4 separate regions of the Sus scrofa genome follow, and regions 1, 2 and 4 are each linked to region 3. The links are chromatin contacts, called in public Hi-C and HiChIP or PLAC-seq maps. All regions are on one chromosome and are shown on one strand. Each heading gives the region's core, a stretch centred on a gene start, on an enhancer-like site or on the middle of the called end of the contact. The rest is flanking DNA. Distances are from core to core; before and after follow the strand shown. Region 1 holds the start of IFT46 (intraflagellar transport protein 46 homolog). Region 2 holds the start of TTC36 (tetratricopeptide repeat protein 36). Region 3 holds the start of TRAPPC4 (trafficking protein particle complex subunit 4). Region 4 holds the start of PHLDB1 (pleckstrin homology-like domain family B member 1).

The links. A called contact is a pair of places that touch in the nucleus more often than the background predicts. HiChIP or PLAC-seq counts read pairs in DNA pulled down with a chosen protein or histone mark.
Region 1: a contact with region 3 is called in an H3K27ac HiChIP or PLAC-seq map of alveolar macrophages. The contact joins the promoter of IFT46 here to the promoter of TRAPPC4 in region 3. A contact is called at or near these places in 1 of 5 promoter capture datasets (liver) and 2 of 2 datasets of contacts at active chromatin or transcription factors (alveolar macrophages and skeletal muscle).
Region 2: a Hi-C map of liver shows a contact between it and region 3, with 2.3 times the contacts expected there. The contact joins the promoter of TTC36 here to the promoter of TRAPPC4 in region 3. A contact is called at or near these places in 1 of 5 promoter capture datasets (liver) and 1 of 47 Hi-C or Micro-C datasets (liver).
Region 4: an H3K27ac HiChIP or PLAC-seq map of alveolar macrophages shows a contact between it and region 3. The contact joins the promoter of PHLDB1 here to the promoter of TRAPPC4 in region 3. A contact is called at or near these places in 1 of 5 promoter capture datasets (liver), 1 of 47 Hi-C or Micro-C datasets (liver) and 2 of 2 datasets of contacts at active chromatin or transcription factors (alveolar macrophages and skeletal muscle).

The regions. Positions count from the first base shown.
Region 1 is chr9:45,860,544-45,863,789 of Sscrofa11.1, forward strand. It overlaps IFT46 (intraflagellar transport protein 46 homolog), which reads right to left and starts at 1,375. Exons shown (of 12, transcript XM_003357317.4): 1 at 1,151-1,375; 2 at 400-496. ARCN1 (coatomer subunit delta) reads left to right here and starts at 3,229. Exons shown (of 10, transcript XM_003357318.4): 1 at 3,229-3,246.
Region 2 is chr9:45,827,612-45,830,946 of Sscrofa11.1, forward strand. It overlaps TTC36 (tetratricopeptide repeat protein 36), which reads left to right and starts at 1,403. Exons shown (of 10, transcript XM_021062923.1): 1 at 1,403-1,737; 2 at 2,742-2,930. The coding sequence starts at 1,623. It overlaps KMT2A (histone-lysine N-methyltransferase 2A), which reads left to right. Exons shown (of 37, transcript XM_021062912.1): 37 at 1-948.
Region 3 is chr9:46,240,450-46,243,607 of Sscrofa11.1, forward strand. TRAPPC4 (trafficking protein particle complex subunit 4) reads left to right here and starts at 1,747. Exons shown (of 5, transcript XM_003129918.4): 1 at 1,747-2,254; 2 at 2,418-2,592. The coding sequence starts at 2,080. RPS25 (40S ribosomal protein S25) reads right to left here and starts at 1,725. Exons shown (of 5, transcript XM_003129920.3): 1 at 1,584-1,725; 2 at 1,257-1,352; 3 at 585-768. The coding sequence starts at 1,586.
Region 4 is chr9:45,900,666-45,903,725 of Sscrofa11.1, forward strand. It overlaps PHLDB1 (pleckstrin homology-like domain family B member 1), which reads left to right and starts at 1,434. Exons shown (of 26, transcript XM_021062931.1): 1 at 1,434-1,698.

The sequences.
Region 1 (3,246 bases), core at 125-2,624, 380 kb before region 3:
CAATGCCGGATCGTTAACCCACTGAGCAAGGGCAGGGACCGAACCCGCAACCTCATGGTTCCTAGTCGGATTCGTTAACCACTGCGCCACGACGGGAACTCCAAGACTTTTGATAAATTAAATAAACAAACATGAACCCCTGGCAGATTATGGGTAAAGAGTATCACGAAATAAATGATGATGGGAAACTGGTCAGATTGAAGGAAGATCCTGCAATGTGGGTGGCGGTGTTTTCTCCCTCCTTAAGTAGTTAGAAAACAGAAGCGACAACAAATAACTTGACTCTGAAAGTCAACATTTGCTATTATAAACTAAAAAATTATTGGAAACAATCATGAGTCCATCCTGCTCTTTGCTCTGAGAACCGTCTGTCTTCTTTTCTCTTCATTTATTTCTTACCTTTGTGTCTTGAGGGAGGAGTATAAATACTTGCAACCTCTTCCGAGTCGTTAATCTCTAGACGCTCATCATATGTCTGGTTTTCTATAATCTTGGTCTAAGTAAAAGGAAACATGATTACACAGCTCCTATCACGGGACAGTAAGCACTCTGTGGGGAGCTGGACTCCAAACCAGCAATGGTTCCGAGACACCAGTTTTACATGAAACCCTCACCCCAGTTCAAGCAGTTAAGTCATTCTGCTGCAGCCCTTATTTAGGAACTGCTGGCAGGCTGACCGGAGAACGAAGAAATCCTGGAGCGAAACAACAGCCAACTTCTGCATCACCTTCCCCAAAGCTCTTTTGTAGAGAACGGCTCAAGTGAGCCTCAGGTTCGGTCAGTTTCCCAAGGCTGCTGGGATTTCTTAGCTGTAGAGGTTCTAGAAACAATTCTGTTTCTAGAGTCACCAGGGCGGGGGCTGTTCCTCTAAGAGAGGTTAAACTCTAGTCTCTTGGTCCAAAAGCATCACCCTCATCTATACCATGACCACCCCACCCCCCTTGGTCTCGTCTTGTAGTTCGGATGCCCCTTACGTTTCGTGGGGAGTAAGGCAAGCAGAATGGTCGGTGATGGCGTGAAGGGAAGGGAGAAAGTATAGTGGGTAAGAAAACGGAAAGAAGTGGAGAGGGGTTGCGAGGACAGAAAAGGAGTCCTTTCTATTCCTCTTGGGAGAGAGGAAGCGTTCTCTGTTAGGGTGAGTACGAATTACCTGTAGCCCCTCCGAATCCGTCTCTTCTATCTGGAAGGAACCCCAGCCTAGGGCTGGGGTCTCACCCTAATCTCAGGCCAGGCCACTTTTACTTGGAAAGAAGGGGAGCAACTGGCGTGTTGTCAGTAGCTAAGCAAACAAACAATAAATAAATAAATAAAAAGAGCGAAGAAAGAAACAGAAAAATCGCGAGACTTCCTTTAACTCTCGTGAGAGCTCAACTCGCGCATTATGTTTCTCCCCAGCTAAGGAGCCAAGCAGAAAAAGAGGAGCTCACATCGTGATTGTTTAGATTTCAACAGATGTGTCTGTGGTGGCATCTAGCGGCTGCAGGCAGCAAATCAGATGAATTCCGGTTGGTAGAGAGTTAAGCTCTAGATCCCGAAACACGGTCTGCATTTTTTACCCAGGGAAAGGATCAGTAGGTATGAGTTCCTATTAAGTCAGACCACTCAGCCTTTAGGCAAACTCAGGGGTTGCCTCAATTCCTGACATTCTGTACTACTTTTATAGCATTTTTATTACATTATAGTCTTTCCCCTCCACTGTGTCCATAGCATGGGACATATTTATAGTATTAACAAATTATTATTTACCTGTGATTCAAATTTAACACATTCTCCCGCTTTTTTAATTTTTTAATTTTAATTTTTTTTAGGGCTGCACCTGCGACCTATGGAAAATCCCAAGCTGGGGGTCAAATCAGAGCTGTAGCTGCCGGCCATTCTTTCTCTGTATGGATTTATCTGTTCTGGATATTTTACATAAATGGAGTCATAGAAGATACGGTCTTTTGTGAGTGGCATCTTTCACTTAACATAGTATTTTCAAGGTTCATCCATGTTGTATCATGTATCAGAATTTAATTCCTTTTTGTGACTAATATTCCATTGTTTAGATATACTACCTTTTTTTTTTTTTTTTTTTTTTGTCTTTTTAGAGCTTCCTCCACGGCATATGGAGGTTCCCAGGCTAGGGGTCTAATCGGAGCTGTAGCTGCCGGCCTATGCCAGAGCCACAGCAATGCCAGATCCCAGCCGCGTCTACAACCCACACCATAGCTCATGGCAACCCCGGATCCTTAACCCACTGAGTGAGGCCAGGGATTGAACCCGAAACCTCATTGTTCCTAGTCGGATTCGTTTCCGCTTTGCCGGTGGGAACTCTAAATATACCACATTTTGTTATTCATTCGAGTACTGAGGGACACTTGGATCGTTTCCACTTTTTGGCTATTATGAACAATGTTTCTATGAACATTAGTGTTCAAGGTTGTGTATGGGTGTGTGGTTTTAACTCTCTTGGGCGCATACATAGGAGTGAATTGCTGGGTCACATGGTAACCCCATGCTTAGCTTTTTGAGGAGCTGCCAAGCTTTCCCCAAACAATTAAACTACTTCAGGTTCCCGCCAGCAGTGTATGAGAGTTCTAATTTCTCCACATTCTCACCAACTCTTATTATTATAGCCATCCTAGCAAGCTTTGATTTGCAATTCCCTAAGGACTAAAGATATTGAGCATATTTTTATGTGCTTATTGGCCATCTATCGTTTTGTTTTTGTCTTTTTATGGTTGCACCCGTGGCATATGTAAGTTCCCAGGCTAGGGGTCAAATCAGAGCTGCAGTTGCTGCCACAGCCACCAGCAATGCCAGATCCAAGCTGTGTCTGTCACCTACACTGCAGCTCAGGCAATGTTGGATTCTTAACCCACTGCATCAGGCCAGGGATGGAACCAAATCCTCATGGATCCTAGTCCCGTTCCGTTTCCACTGAGCCACAAGGGGAACTCCTTCCATTGTTGAGTTTTAAGGATTCTTTATATATTCTGGCTACTAGTCCCTTATGAACACCAGTTATTTTGTATGTTAAATGCTACCAGTGGCTCTGAGAGCTTTATAAACTGCAAGAGATTTCGCAATTTAAACGAAGGCGCTGAGGACGGTGAAGGAACTGAAGCCAGCGGTTCCACGCAGGAGGTGGAGGCTCCAGGACTCCATGGCACAGCCTGCGTAGCAGCCCTGCGCCCGGTCTCCCCACTCACGGCGCCCCGCCTCCCGGCCTTTGACCCGCGCCGTTTCCGGTTGGAGACGTGG
Region 2 (3,335 bases), core at 153-2,652, 410 kb before region 3:
TACCAGTCAAGTCTCACACTCTGAAAACTTGCAACTTTTTTGTTTTGGTTTTCAAATAAATATAAATATGATATATATAGGAACTAATATAGTAATGCACCATGTAACAAAGCCTAGTTCAGTCCATGGCTTTTAATTCTCTTAACACTATAGATAAGGATTGTGTTACAGTTGCTAGTAGTGGCAGGAAAACGTCAGTCTGGCGCTCCTCTGAGCCCCCAAAGTGGGGGGGGCAACCCAAACCTTAAGGGGATGGCAGAACAGTCCATTCCCAGGATCAGAGAGAAATGCAGAAACGGTGTCACCTGGATTTTTTCTGCCTGTGAATGTTGCCAGTCAGTACCTGTACTCCTTGTTTATTTTTGGTTATGAATGTTGGGGTAACCACCTGCATTTAGGGGAAAATTGTGTTCTGTGCTTTCCTGGTATCTTGTTCCGAGGTACTCTAGTTCTGTCTTTCAACCAAGAAAATAGACTTGTGGTGTTTCTTTTATTGAACTTTTAACAGTCTCTTTAGTAAATACAGGTAGTTGAATAATTGTTTCAAAAGCTCAACAGATGACAAGCTTCTTTTCTAGAAATAAGACATTTCTTGACAACTTTATCATGTATAACAGATCTTTTGGGTTTTTTTTTTTTTTTTTTTTTTTTTCCCTTGTGTTCTTCCAAGCTTCTGGTTAGAGAAAAAGAGAAAAAAAAAAAAAAAAAAAAAAAAAGGAAAAAAATGTGTCTAAAGTCCATCAGTGTTAACTCCCTGTGACAGGGATGAAGGAAAATACTTTAATAGTTCAAAAAATAATAATGCTGAAAGCTCTCTACGAAAGACTGAATGTAAAAGTAAAAAGTGTACATAGTTGTAAAAAAAAAAAGGAGTTTTTAAACATGTTTATTTTCTATGCACTTTTTTTTATTTAAGTGATAGTTTAATTAATAAACATGTCAAGTTTATTGCTGCACATGGTTGAACTTTCTTTTGGCTTGGCTGGGGTGGAGAAATGGGAGGGTCATGGCTGTGACCTGATGACAAAGTCCCTTCCACAGTCCTTTCTCTTAAGGTGGAATCATGCAATCCTTCCCCACCGCCTGCCTCCAGACGCCCCTCTCCTAGGTGTATTTTCTTCCCTTACTCATCAGTGATGCATATTCAGGACCTAGTTAACTCTGGATATGAGCAAGGGGCCAAGAGGACAAAGGAGGCGTTCCCTTACTTCATATACCCCGTCTTCATCCTTGGGCAGTCACGCGTTGGCTTATAACAGTTTTCTCCCAATCCATGAATATAATAAAATGAAGGCATTTCAGGGAGAACCTGGACAGCACCCTCTCTCTGCTCTGTTCCACCTTGAAGCTGAAATTGGATTTATTTACTCTGTTTTATCCCTAGGACTGGGGTGGGGGCAGGGAAGCAGTTGAGAAATATTTGTAAATACTCTACCAAGCCAGGTCACTAGCCCCAGGCTAAAAGGGGTTGAGTTTACACCCCAGCCAGTTTACGCTCCTCCTCAAGGGGGATGGTCCTCAAACAGACCTCCTCCCTCCAGATCAGCTGATAAGAAGCTCGGCCCTCACCCCTTCCACCCTCTCATTGTGAGCCACCTTTGCAGATTTGGGAGTTGCGCACCATGGGGACTCCGAATGACCAGGCGGTGTTGCAGGCCATCTTCAACCCGGACTCCCCATTTGGAGACATCATTGGATTGGACCCAGGACAGGAAGCACAGAAGGAAGTAGATGAAGGTGAGTATTTAGCCTGGGAGGATAACTCTGCACACAGGCTGGCCTGCTTCACTGAAGTGACAGAGAAAGGCGGTCTTACAAGACCCCTTGTTCCGTGCCCCTCTGATGATAATTGTGATTGGAATCGGAGGTTGGCCGAGACTCAGTGCACCGGTGGGGGCTTGGCCAGAGTCACCGTCCCAAGAGGAAGAAGCCAGGGTTTTCCCTCAACCCCACACCTCTGAACTTAGCACTCAGTTCACCCCCATGATCCAAGCTTAACTGTGCCAGCGTGGTAGGGGGGGGGCGGCGAATGTGAAGCTCCCACGTCCTTGTCATAGAGAGTACATCACCCTAAAACAGCACAGGAGGCAGACACAGGGCAGGGGCGGCTCAGCTAAATGCCTCCAAACTAAGCAAGCATTCAGTGTCACACACTCTTACACGCCAAGCTAATCCTGCCAGAGTGCGCTCACAGGCTTTTCTGCCAGTCCCTTAGGGGAACTGCTGTCCTCATCAGGAGCGTTTGAGGCCCTTTGTTTCTAAAGAACTGAAACCTAGGCCTTTCTGACTTCAGGCTGAAAAGCTAAGGGAAACACGGGAAGTGGATCGTGGTTTTTGTGATCCGGGTATGTCAGGTGGCCTTCCTGTTGGAAGCAGTGGAGCAAGTGCAAAATGGGGACAGACCAAGGAGCCAGAAAGACCTGGGTTAAAATCCAAGCTGTGCAACTTGCTGGCTGTGTAACCTTGAGCTACAGGATAAGGAGTTTGGGTTTCATTCTCTTGGCAACGGGGAGACAACCAAGGCCCCTCTCCCAGGACCCTTGGGAATTAAGCAGTGCTAACTCTTAGCCTTGGTGACCTCAGTTTGCCCTGCCCTGAACACTGCTTCTGACTCCTGCTGTGACTTCCAGCCCAGCCCAGTCAGCCCTGGCTTGCATCCCAGGTTTCCAAAGCCTGAGCTGGCTTTTGCTTCTTGCTCCCAACTGCACACCCGTCCCCTCCTGGTTCCCTCCCTGGTACAGATGGAGTTTTCCCTCGAGCACAGCTGGAGCAGTCCAAGGCCCTGGAGCTGCAGGGGGTGATAGCAGCAGAAGCTGGTGACCTCAGTACAGCCCTGGAGAGGTTTGGTCAAGCCATCAACCTACTGCCTGAGAGGGCTTCAGCCTACAACAACCGAGCCCAGGCCCGGCGACTCCAGGGAGATGTGGCAGGTGAGGAGAGTCCCTGAGGCCTGTGAAGAAGGGACCCTGGAGGGCACAGGCCAGAGATGTCATGGCCGTGGGGCTTGGACACAGGGCATGGGAAGTCACTAGGCCCTTCTGGAACATACATTCCTACCTTTAGGAGATATACCACAGGCCCTGCTAAGCTCTTAGGGATTTTGTGAACTATTGAGAGACTGCATTCCATTTATTTATTTAAGAAACATTTAATGAGAGCCTAGTATTGCAGCTGTGGGCTAGGTGCTGAGGAATATGCTGCTTATAGCAATAACCATGTGCCAGGCACTAAGCACTTTACCAGTGAGGTATAGTCATTCACAACAACCCCAAAAGGTATGTGCTTTTGTTACCTCCTTTTTTTTTTTTTATGTTGTTGTTGTTGCTGCTGTTTCT
Region 3 (3,158 bases), core at 497-2,996:
AGCTTAACTTTTTTTTTTTTTAAGGGTCGCACCTGTGGCATATGGAAGTTCCTGGGCTAGGGGTCAAACTGGAGCTGCAGCTGCCAGCCTGTACCACAATAACAGCAATACAAATCAGAGCCACATCTTCCACCCTCACGACTTGCGGTAACACCGGATCCTTCAATCGAGTGAAGCCAGGGATTGACCTGCATCCTCATGGATACTAGTAGGGTTCTTAACCCAATGAGCTACAAGAGGAATTCCAGCTTAAAATATTTATGTACTCATTTATGCTAATATAAAATTACAGTAATTAGACTCACCACTCAATTTAAACATTTTACCATAAAAGTTTTAAAATATTTTAATAGCCTTCTTTCAGTATAACTGCTTCCTCTGTAATCCTATGTGTTTTACTCACCTGAAAACAGAAATGATCCCAAAGCTTCACCAAACTGCCACAGGTGTCTATGGCACAAAAATGGCTAAGAACCCTGCTTTACACAATCACCGGTCTGCCTGCACCTCTTGCATTTAAAAGAACAGGTCAAGCCAATTTAAGGTGCAAGAGCATACACACCAATACAACGCAACACTCTCACCTTTGCTCAGGAGTTCCTGAAGGGCTGCCCTGGCCAGAGAACCACGAATCTTCAGTCTCTCAGAGACAACAGCTGGAGTTATAAGCTTATAGTTGGGAACTTCTTTACAGAGTTTGTCATATGTCGCTTTGTCAAACAAGACTAGGTTATTAAGCTTGTCCCGAACTTTGCCTTTGGACCACTTCTGCTCACAAAAAAAAAAAAGGAAAAAGTCAGTGCTCATCAAAGAACCAGTCAATTGGTCTTTCCCTCCTCCCGAACAACCTGTGTCAGAGAAATCTGACACAGTTGTAGGGCTATACTGAAAGGACAGCTTTTTATTCCTCGGCCTGCAGAAATCTACCGCAGCACTTGCAGAAACTCTCAAATTAATATTCAAATATTACAAAATCAGGATTCAAAATAAAAAAGACCTGGTTACCGTTAAGCACACCAAAGGTACATTATGTTTTGGAGGTGGGTGGGGACCATTATCTTGGAAACTTTCCGCTACCAGCTGAGCCCCACGAGTCTGATTAAAATAACATTAGATGCTAGATATAGGAATAAAAATCTCCATACACACTTGTTCCACGACCTCACAAGCCACTTGCCACATATCACTTATTAGTACACCAAGAGGAGATGGGCGCTCCCAGTCTCCCTCAGTGTTCAAGGAGGGGCACATCCTACCTTCTTTTTGGCCTTGCCCCCAGATTTGTTCACTGGGTCTTTGTCTTTCTTGGCCGACTTTCCGGCATCTTTCTTCTTCTTGTCGTCCTTGGGCGGCTGTAGAAGAAAAGCGGGAACACAACCAGTTCTTAAGGCAGCCTCATGCTACTCCTACTCCTGTGCTCTCCACCCCGCCCAGACCCCACAGCCGGAGCACATGGGGGAAGGTTAACAGCCCTCCCGCCTTGAGACGCGGCAAGAAATTCTTGGAGCCCTCCTCCGATGCCGCGTCAACCGTGCGCCGACACCTTCCGCTCCCAGAACCACACGGCTTCTCCTTGGGCTCACCATAGCGAAGCCGGGAGAGCAGCTACCAGTAGTGCCTCCTCGCTAAGATGTCGGACAGAAAGGAAGCACGGCTTGCGAAGAGGCCCAGAAACCCCTGTCCGCAGCGAGCGCTTCCGGGGCAAAGGGCGGAGCCACGCGGAGGAAGTCCCGGGGAGCAGCTGACACTCAGGACCGGAAGTAGCCTGAGCGATATAGGTGTCCGCTCCACAGCCGCGCGCTCTCGTTAGGCTCTGCCGCTACGCGTGAGGCAGTGACGCGTTGCTACTTCCGGGCACTAAAGGCCAGGAAAAGGGGATGGAAAACAATTTCCTAGGTCCAGCAACTATCTCCGCCGTTACTGACACCCAAGCGTTGCCCCAGTGCGCAAGCGCTGCAGCGAGCCGCACGCTGCAACCGGGAGGGGGAACAGAGGCCAGGGGCGTGTCGCGTGCTGCGGTTCCGGGGCGGGGCTGGGAGGAGGAGGCCGAATCCCAGTTCCGCAGTCGCTGCGGCAGCAATGGCGATTTTCAGTGTGTATGTGGTGAACAAAGCTGGCGGCCTGATTTACCAGTTGGACAGCTACACGCCACGGGCCGAGGCTGAGAAAACGTTTAGCTACCCTCTTGATCTGCTGCTCAAGCTGCACGACGAGCGTGTACTGGTTGCCTTCGGCCAGCGCGACGGCATCCGGGGTGGGTTAGGCTCGGGCCCGGGGGGCGGGGCCCGGTGCTGCAAGAGTGGGCTGGTGTCTCTGTGTTGGAAGTGGAGGGGGCGAAGAGTTGGGGCCAGGTCCCTTGTCCCCCCGGAGGGATCTTCAGGCTGAGGCGTTGTTGACACTTAGCCTCGCCTCTGCAGTGGGCCACGCAGTGCTGGCCATCAATGGTGTGGACGTGAATGGTAAATATACGGCCGATGGGAAAGAGGTGCTGGAGTACCTGGGCAACCCTGCTAACTACCCGGTGTCCATTCGATTCGGCCGGCCTCGCCTCACCTCAAATGAGAAGCTCATGCTGGCCTCCATGTTCCACTCGTAAGTTACCCCCAGCCCTTGCTAGCTTCCATCCGTCTGCACTCGGCTCATAGACTGGCTGAATTATTGTGGTTCTGCGCTCAGAGACTACTGAGCGGTGTGCTTACCTTTCCCTACGTCCCTACTTCTAAATCGTCAGTTCTTGTGTTAATGAAAAGAACTGATCCAATATATCTAGGCTTTAAGTAATACTGGTAGTGGTGTATGATTTTGCATAAGTCAGCTTCTCCTTTCTGAGTCTTTGTTTCCTCATCTTTCAAGCAAGGCAGTTGAGGGAGTTCCTGTTGTGGTGCAGCGGGAACGTATCCGACTAGTAACCATGAGATTGCAGGCTCGATCCCTGGCCTCTAGAGGGTTAAGCATCTGGCGTTGAGCTGTGGTGTAGGCGGCAGATGTGACTCAGATCCTGCGTTCCTGTGGCTGTGGCCTAGGCCATAGGCCGGCAGCTGTAGCTCCGATTCAACCTGTAGCTTGGGAACTTCCATATGCCTGGGCTGCGGCCCTAAAAAGCAAAAAAAGAAAAAAGAAAGGCAGTTGAACTAAATGATCTTTAAGGTCTTTTCTAG
Region 4 (3,060 bases), core at 184-2,683, 340 kb before region 3:
GAATAAAAGTACTTTTATGAGCCTCAACCAGTATGAAAAAAGAATAAGAGGCTTCCACTCTCAACATTGCTCCCCACCCCTGGCCAAATCTTGGGGCTTTCCGGTACATGCTGTAGCCTGATAGTTCGACCTCTGTTAGCTATAGCAGGTAGCTGCAAAGAGCTTCCCTCCCCCTCCCCCTTTTTGTCCATTGCCTGGCTCCAGTCATCTCCTGCCTCCTGCTGTGGGGGGCCCCCTGCTAATGCTGGCCCTGTCAATGAGTGACCAGAGATTCCTGAAGTTCAACCTCCTGTCGTTCCTGAGTTAGGTAGGGAGAGAGGGTACACACTAAAGTCACTGAATCAGAACAAGACTTGTCCCTGATTTTCTGCTATTCTCCCCCCCTGGAATTGGGGGCTTTCTGCTTTCTCCTTGGGGCTTGGGGACTTTCTGCCTTCTCCTTCAGGGAGGAAGAGTCAGTCTCAGAGGTCCCTCTAATGAAAGTTAAAGGAATCCAGTCTAGCTGAGTTCAGTTCCCTGGGGCCTCCCCAGTCTCTTGAGGCAAGAGCTGGCTTTGCAAGGTAAGGATCCACTATCAGCGTTGGATTTCGGGTGGGGGTTGAAAAGGAGCATGACTTTCAGCCAGGCTCAGTGTCTAGGTTTCTCTTAGGTTTTTAGTCCCTCCTCTTTTTCCTTATTAACTTCTCAGTCCAACAGAGATCCAAACTGCTATAGGATGGTGTGCTCAACTATAAATCTATCGTTTGCCTTCCAGTTATAATCCTGCAGGTTGTGGTGGGGGTGGAGCTAACAAGGGGCCAGGATGACACTTCCATTCAGCTTTCCTGTTCTTTACAGTTTGCATGGCACTTTAACACGCCTTCTTGTACCTATCCTTGAAAATATCTGTGCCACCGTATATGCAGGGTTATCAACCCCATAAGCTGTCATGGTGGTAGGATGAGCAGGAGCGACAGAGGCCAAACCTGGATATCCCCTGAAGGTATTTGGAAATATTGAGAGTGTGTTGGAGGGCTGGGACTATGAGGTTCACTGGGAGCTGATGGAGGGTTTAGACATCTAAAGTTCGGGGCGGGGGGGGGGGGGCGGAAGTAGAGAGAAACTGTCAATCCTCAGAAGCACCTTAAAGCCTAGGCTGGAGGGTGGTCTAAGAGAGTCGGACCCGGAAAGTGAGTGGGGATGGGGGGTGTATACGGTGGTGGTGGTAGCCGAGAGCCCAGCTGCAGAGATGAACAAAGCGGGCGCTGTGCAGGCGGGGGCGGGGGGGGGGAGGTGCTGCTCTGGGAAAGGGTGGGTGGGGGGGACCTTGGGCTCCGGTCCCACAAGGGCGTCTCCTCAGGCTGGCCGGGCGGACGGGACGGGGGACGGGGGCGGGGACTAGCGGGGGGTGGGGGTGGGGGTGGGGTGGGGAATGGGGAGGCGGGACCCGCTCGCTCTCCTCCTACTTTCTGGGCTCCCAGGGAAAAGCAAGAGTGTTCTCCGGAGCCTGAGGCCTCAGAGGCTGAGCCGGGCTAAGGAACCGGTGTCCCCCTCTCCCGCCGAGGTAAGAACGTTCCCTCTCACTGAGCCTGCGAGTCCTGCTAGCTGCACTGCTGGGACAGGACAGGAGGAAATCCCAGGGGCCTGGCGACAGCCCTCAGATCAGCTTTGGGCTGGAGAGCCCGGAAGAAACCCTTAGAGGAGGAGGGGGTGCCTCAGGTGAGTGCATGGGAGCGCCAAGGTTTTTCTGCAGAATGGGCTTCGTTGCTTTCCTGGGAACTCCTTACTCTTGCCCTCCTGAGCCGCTGCCCGCGCCGCCGCCAGAGGGGGCCCTCGCGCTCCACCCCTCACCCCCTATCCCACTCTGGAAGAACGAGGACCCTGTCCCTTCAGAGTCTCCTGCGGGAACCCAGGCAGCCCGGCGATACTCCTGGGACTCGTCCGCCTGCCCCCCACACCTCTGCTCTTCCGCTGATAGAAGGACTAAGAGCACTGCACCAGGAGCGAGGGGGTCCCCTGGGGCATCTCTGCTTCTGTCCCGAGCCGGGCCTCCTTTAGGGATGGGAAAGGGATGTTAAGTAGGGCTCGGAGGCAGTAGTATCCGGGAGCGACTCGTGGGAGTATCAGTAGATAGGTGGCACATCTGGGGCCTCCCGGGCCCTCCTCGGAGGACCCGCATCTTTAGGGGTCCTGGAGGCTGGAGAGGGCTGTGGGGTCAGTGAGTTCCCGCTTGGTCTGGATTCGAATCCCTTGCGGAGTTCCCCGGGCCGAGGCTGAGCCAGGTCATCCGGGCTCCTCTGGGACTGGGAAGCGCGGGCGGGAGGGGGCCCGGGAGGGGCCGCGGGGTTGCCGAGGCGCTCGCTGACTCTTCCGCCCAGGCTGGCGCGAGCGGCGGCTGGGCCGGGAGAGCGCGCCGCCCGGCGGGGGACCCAGGGCGCCGGGGCGGGGCTGCATTCTGGGCCCGTTAGCTCAGCGGTCCCGAAGCCTCCCGGAGGGCTGACTCATCGGACCGGTCACACACAAACAAAACTCCCCACCACGTCAGGCATCCCACGAGCAGACACCCTCGGTGCCCCACCAGGCACCACCCACTCACCCTTCCCACTACACAAGCCACGCCGACACCCCTGTCTCTCTCTGCAGTTACACGTGTGGGACCCAAACATTCCTAGACCTCTACACACTCTACACACACGCCAAGCACTCTCAGGAGGTCCACATTCACACTTGCGGCGTCCCGCGCTCACGCCCTTCCCCGCGCACACACCCTTCCCCGCGCACACGCACTCCCTGACACGCAGCCCCCACGGCTCACACCCATCACATACTCAGTCCTCACGCATGCAGCTTCTTACACACGCGCTCCCTTCAAACACGCACCTCCCCTCACACACACAAATGCTACACAAGCGCCCCCCCCCCCAAGCTGCCCGCGAGGAGCCGGCGGTGTCTGGGGGCCGCCCCTTTCCCCCGCCGAGCAAACAAGCGGCCCCTTCTCCCCGCCAGGCCAAAGAAAGGCCGCTTGTCCAGCGTCAGCGGCGGGCGGGGCGGCCCGGCAGGCGGCCCAACACTGCGGCCTTG